2 separate regions of the Sus scrofa genome follow, and region 1 is linked to region 2. Evidence: chromatin contacts called from public Hi-C data. All regions are on one chromosome and are shown on one strand. Each heading gives the region's core, a stretch centred on a gene start, on an enhancer-like site or on the middle of the called end of the contact. The rest is flanking DNA. Distances are from core to core; before and after follow the strand shown. Region 1 holds the start of GAS2L1 (growth arrest specific 2 like 1). Region 2 holds the start of RHBDD3 (rhomboid domain-containing protein 3).

What was found. A called contact is a pair of places that touch in the nucleus more often than the background predicts.
Region 1: a contact with region 2 is called in a Hi-C map of embryonic fibroblasts, with 2.6 times the contacts expected there. The contact joins the promoter of GAS2L1 here to the promoter of RHBDD3 in region 2. A contact is called at or near these places in 1 of 5 promoter capture datasets (fetal liver), 10 of 47 Hi-C or Micro-C datasets (embryonic fibroblasts, epiblast stem cells, fetal skeletal muscle and 5 more) and 2 of 2 datasets of contacts at active chromatin or transcription factors (alveolar macrophages and skeletal muscle).

What each region holds. Positions count from the first base shown.
Region 1 is chr14:46,448,346-46,451,076 of Sscrofa11.1, forward strand. GAS2L1 (growth arrest specific 2 like 1) reads left to right here and starts at 1,422. Exons shown (of 7, transcript NM_001244834.1): 1 at 1,422-1,568; 2 at 2,494-2,731. The coding sequence starts at 2,513.
Region 2 is chr14:46,409,935-46,412,646 of Sscrofa11.1, forward strand. It overlaps RHBDD3 (rhomboid domain-containing protein 3), which reads right to left and starts at 1,283. Exons shown (of 7, transcript XM_005657361.2): 1 at 1-1,283. All of the region lies in intron 1 of EWSR1 (EWS RNA binding protein 1), which reads left to right.

The DNA.
Region 1 (2,731 bases), core at 172-2,671, 39 kb after region 2:
CTGATCACTGATCTAAAAGGGCTGGCCTGCCACCCCAGCTGCTGCTCCTGCTCCCCACTCTCTTCTCTCCAGCGCCTTGTTGCTGTTGCACCCCAGGGGCCACCTTTCTTAACTGTGAACCTAAGAGCCAGCTCCATTTTCTTCCCTGCTCTTTGCTCTTGGTTTGCAGTGCCCAAAGACACGCAGCACACAGTAGGTGCCAGGCAGGTGCCACCCATTACTACGTCCATCACCTGCCTTCCTCACTCTGCAGTGGGGGTAGGGGGCTAAGGAGAGGGTGGAGTGGGACCTGTACCACCTGGGTGTTGGGGTGAGAGCCCACCTTTTGAAAGGCCATAATGACTCAGTGAAATGATGCATCTGAGCAGCCTGGTACCAGAAGGTCAGGCACACAGTAGGTCCACAACCAAATCCCCAGATCCTTGAATGAGGGTATTCCCAAAATAGTCATTGTTCAAATCCCAGCTCCATCAGCTACTCTTCTGACTGAGCCCAAGTTTGGGCATAACAGTGTCCCTCATAGAGGTGACTCATCAGTTCCTTCAGGTCAAGGGTGCACAGTAGGCCTGGCACACAGTAGGAGCCTTATCAAAGCTCTGAGCATTGGCTGTTGTTGGTAGTGCTTCCCCCCACATCCCAAGCAGTCCTGCCTGGCCAGCAAGGCTGCTGCCTAGCCAGACCTGCCGCAGCAGGGGGCAGGATTTCCCGCTGGTCCCAGCCAGCTCCCTCCTCTGCAGTTTGAAAAGAAACCAGGCGGGTTTAACCTTCGGCTGCTGCCAATCCTCCTCTCACCCATAGCCTATGGCCGCACCCGGACAGCCAGAGTTGGTCCAGGACTGGCCCGTCCTCACCGCAGAGGAGGGGCCCACAGCGTCATCCTGCCTACCCCTCTAAGCCTCAGTGCCTTCATCGGAGAAACAGGGTCCCCTAATCTCAGGGTTAAAAAAGAGCATTCCAGTGGCTGGGTGGGGGTAACAGAGCCCTCCCCATCCTTCCCCGAGGCCGCCCTGCCTGTAGGAAGCCCGCCACCCCAGGTTGGAGAGCTTCATTTATCTGAGCTAAGGAGGACCACTTGGAGGAGGTGACTTTGCAGCCCCAGGTCCCTATCGCTTCCTGAGTTCTTGGGAACGAAAAGGCTGTGCCCTCACCCGGGAGGCCACCAACTGGAGACGAGGGAGTGCAACTAAAAACACCCAAACCCCTCCCCAGGAGACCAAGAAGGGTGGAAGAGACTGTGGGGACCAGCCTGGGTGGGTATGGGACATCTGGGCTGGTAGGGTTGCCTGGGGGCCCTAGTTCCGCCTCCACTCAGGGTTGCAAAGAGTCCCTGGCCCGCTCGGCATCTGCAGACCCTCCCAGCCCGGGAAGAGCGCGTCCCCTTTAAGAGCATGTGGCCCCGCCCACCCCTCCGGGCCGGATCCGAATTCCAGGGAGGCGGGGCGGAGACGGCTGGCGCGGAGGACGCGGTGGTGGGACCGGGATCGCTGTGGCTCGGGCGGCGCCTCCCTGCGGCGGCCCGGTCCCGGCCCCGCCAGAGCGATGCTCCCCGAGGCCGCAGGATGAGCGAGGTGAGTGCGGGGACCCCCAGACCCCCTGTCCGGCACACAGTGAAGGGGACCTGGCGGCAGCGGCCGCGGCCTCTTCCCCAGAGCTGTGTGACCTTGGGCAGCCCCGCACCCTCTCTGGGCCGAAGCCCAGAGGACAGCCGGGGCTGGCGAAGGCTATTCTGAGTCCTGGCTCACTCGGACCAGCCTGGGGCGCTGGGGAGGCTCCTTGGAGGAGGCGGGGCCTGGCCCGGGCCAGCGGGCTGCCGGATCAGCAACGCAGTGCCCTGTCCGTCGGCCAGGGCTCCTACTGCCCCGCCACCCATTGCTCAGCGTCCATGAGTGCGCTCTGCTCCTCAGTTTCCTCATCTGTAAAATGGAGGTAATATCACTGAGCTTAGTGCTGGCCACGATCATCGTGATTACTTTTCTGCTGCTGCTGTTCATGTCATTGCTATAATGACACGGTCTTTAGGGAAAGGGGTCTGAGGGAGGACCTGGGATCTTTCCGGAGGAAGCAGGATGGGCAGCAGCCCTGAGCAGTGGGGCTAACCCCTCTCTGAGGTCAGAACCAGGCTTCCTACTGTGAGTCCAGGGCTGTGGGGCTCATCTCTCTAGGGCTCAGCTCATCACCTATTACACAGGGAGGTCCAGATGGGTGCCTCCCTGCCTGGGCGAGAGGACTCAGCCAAGTACCCCAACAGCCTGTCTCCCCTCAAAGAACCAAACAACAAACACTTATGGACACTAAGTCATTTATAAAAATTATCCCATTTGTTCCTATGAGGAAGGTAATGTTATTGTATCCATTTCACAGACGGGAAAACTGAGGCGAGAAGTTTCTCAGACATTTGGTCTGAAAGGACAGGAGAGTGCAGGTGGTCAGCAACTTTGTACTGAGAGCTCAATGGGTCCTCACAGCAATCCTGACCCGTGTCCTTGCCCACAGTGACTCGGCTGGCCTGGGCATGGCGGACCCGGTGGCGGGCATTGCAGGCTCAGCAGCCAAGAGCGTGCGGCCATTCCGCTCAAGCGAGGCCTATGTGGAGGCCATGAAGGAGGACCTGGCCGAGTGGCTCAATGCCTTGTATGGCCTGGGTCTGCCCAGTGGTGGTGATGGCTTCCTGACGGGGCTGGCTACCGGCACCACACTGTGCCAACATGCCAACGCTGTCACGGAGGCTGCC
Region 2 (2,712 bases), core at 33-2,532:
TTGGTAGGGTGGGGCATTTTTGCCCCTCCTGACTCTAGGCCTTTGAGGCAGTTGCAAAAGACAAGAAGGAAATGGGAAAAAGCCCTGGGTCCTTCAGAGTTTCAATTTGAAAAGGGTCCGGAATCCAGCCAGCGAAGGAACGTTTAAGAACTCTCCCCAGTTGTGTGGGTAGTAAACAGGTAGTTAGATGGTGGCTTTTAGTGCCAGGGTACAAAGTGCTCCTGGAAGAGAGGGCGCTGAATTATACCACGTCCAAGACATTCTGGTGGGAAATGGATACCTCAGAGCCCATTACACTTTCCTTTTCCCTACAGTGTTTGAATTTTGTAAATGGAGTGCTACTCTCCCTTCTCTGTTAAAGTTTGGGTAGTAAATAGTGTGTGGCTGGACATGCCAGTTTTTTGTTCTGATTTGCTCAGATTGTTTACTGGTAACCACCACATACTATATTAGAATTACAATTGTGGTTTAGGTAGACACAAACAATAGTAGCCCTGGCTGGGGGACCTGGGGGTGTGTGTCATGTAACTTAGACTTGGGTGTTTCCTTTCCTTCAGAGTGAAGGAGTTAGGTTAGACCTTTTAAGAGTTTTTTGAGCCCTTGGCTTCTGACCTTAGAGTAAAGCATTTTGGCTCCCAGAGTTGTCTCATAGTGACTTTAAACTCAGAATGTAGTCTGAAGCTCTAAATCTCTACAGTTTAGGTAGTGACTGCCCTAAAGTATCTGAAAGCCACCACCTTGGGTATGTTAGATATTTTTCCCTCTCCCATATAGCATACGTAGAAATGTACCTAAAGTATATGTCCATTTTAACGAAGAATTGCAATGTAAACTTCCAAATAACCACCATTCAGAGCAAGAAATAGACTGTCGCCTGCCTTCTGGACCCGTGGATAGGCTGTCCCCCATCACAGCCTGCTCTGTCTTCAACCTAGCCTGTGTTCTGCATTTTTAGTGTAGTCTTCAGCTGCACATTTGAGAGTTTAAAAAAAAAAAAAATACTTTAATAATCTGATCAATGTGTAACTGCAGATTTTTGAGGCCATGTAATGTTTGTATGCTGTAGGTAGACAAGTTCTCAGGAAATACATTTGCTACCTCCCTTACCCTGCCAGTGTGAGGCTAAATCAACTGGCTTCTCACCGATCTAAGATCATTCGTTTTTCCATGTTAGCTTTGCCAATTTTATGTTTTACATAACTGTTCTTGTGTAAAAGTCCTCTTACAAACATTGAACTTACATGTCAGCTATTTAGAATCACTTCTCACACAGAAACATCAGAATGTAGGTTAAAATAATTTGATTTTTGATACTTCATTGGTGGAAGAAGTGATTTGCATTTATTTTTTACATGTTAAATACAGAGCTGTGATGGTCTTGAACAAAATTTTTTTTTGTTATACAGTCTTTGGTGCTTGATTTGTTAATGTTGATGATTCAGGGTTCTGAGTTGAGGATGTACAGAGGAAGGAAAGTGGTCAAGTGAAGTGTAGGGAGGTGAACGATGAGCCAACATAAAGAGATGGATTTGGCAAAATGCTCCAGGGCCAGGCAAGGTGAACTGTGAGACAGGCTTTGGAAAGAGTGAGAGTAGAAACCCCTCTATGAAGAGCTGTCAGCTGTTGCTTTCAGATGAGGGACTACTTCCTAATGAGAAAAGAAAAGGACCTTTTGGGCTGCCTTCATGTTTAACGTGAAGATCCATAGTTCTTTGGGAAGAGCAAAGAATTGGCAGGATTCTAAAAGTAATTATTTTTTAATCTCTTTAAAGTGTGTGTGTGTACACACGTATATTTAATTCAGCAGTGTCATGAAAACTTAGCTTATATATTTTTTTTTCCACTATTTGTAGACACCTCTGGATCAGAGGGTGAAATTATTTTTTTCAGTCCTTTTTTTGCTTGTAAATTTCTTAGGAAAAGAAGAATTGTAGGAAGGTTTTACTTAGGATGGGGAAGAAAAATTGTGTGGGGTTTTTTTTTTTTAAGTTGGAATTTAAAATTTTTTTTATTTTTTGCTCTTTAGGGCTGCATCCCATGCATGTGGAAGTTCCCAGGTTAGGGGTCGAACAGAGCTACAGCTGTTGGCCTATGCCACTGCTACAGCAAGTCTGGATCCTTTAACCCGCATCCTCATGGTTACTAGTTGGGTTTGTTCCACTGAGCCACACAGGAATTCCTGGAATTATTTTTTTAAGTTGATGTTACGTAAAATCAAATTATTCCCCCAAGGATTTACCATAAATCTGCCTTAACTCTGCTTCACTGGGACTTAAAATATGTCTAGTTTTTGAGTTATTCTACAGATGTAACCCTGATGCAGTCAGCAAAATCTTTAGAACACTGGATTGAGATGACTGGCCTCTTATTTTCTGCCATTTATTCCATAGTCCTCCTAGGGAATTATGGTTGGTCTAACTTCCTAAAGTGAGGGAATGATTTTAAAAAAACAAAATTATTTTTTGAGAAGATGCAGCTACTGGTGTAATCATTTTGATGTTAAATATTGTTATTTGTTGCGTGCCTCCTTTTTATATGAAGGTAAAGTTTCAGATCCTTTGGGGTTTATCTTGTTCTGCTCGTCTTAACATGATCATGTATTTGAAATGACAGCCTGCGGTTAAAGGAGGTTTGTGATCATGGGAACATGCAAAGTATCTTTACCAAATCAGCTGATCTTAACCTCATTAGCTGGCACTGTATTCAAATATT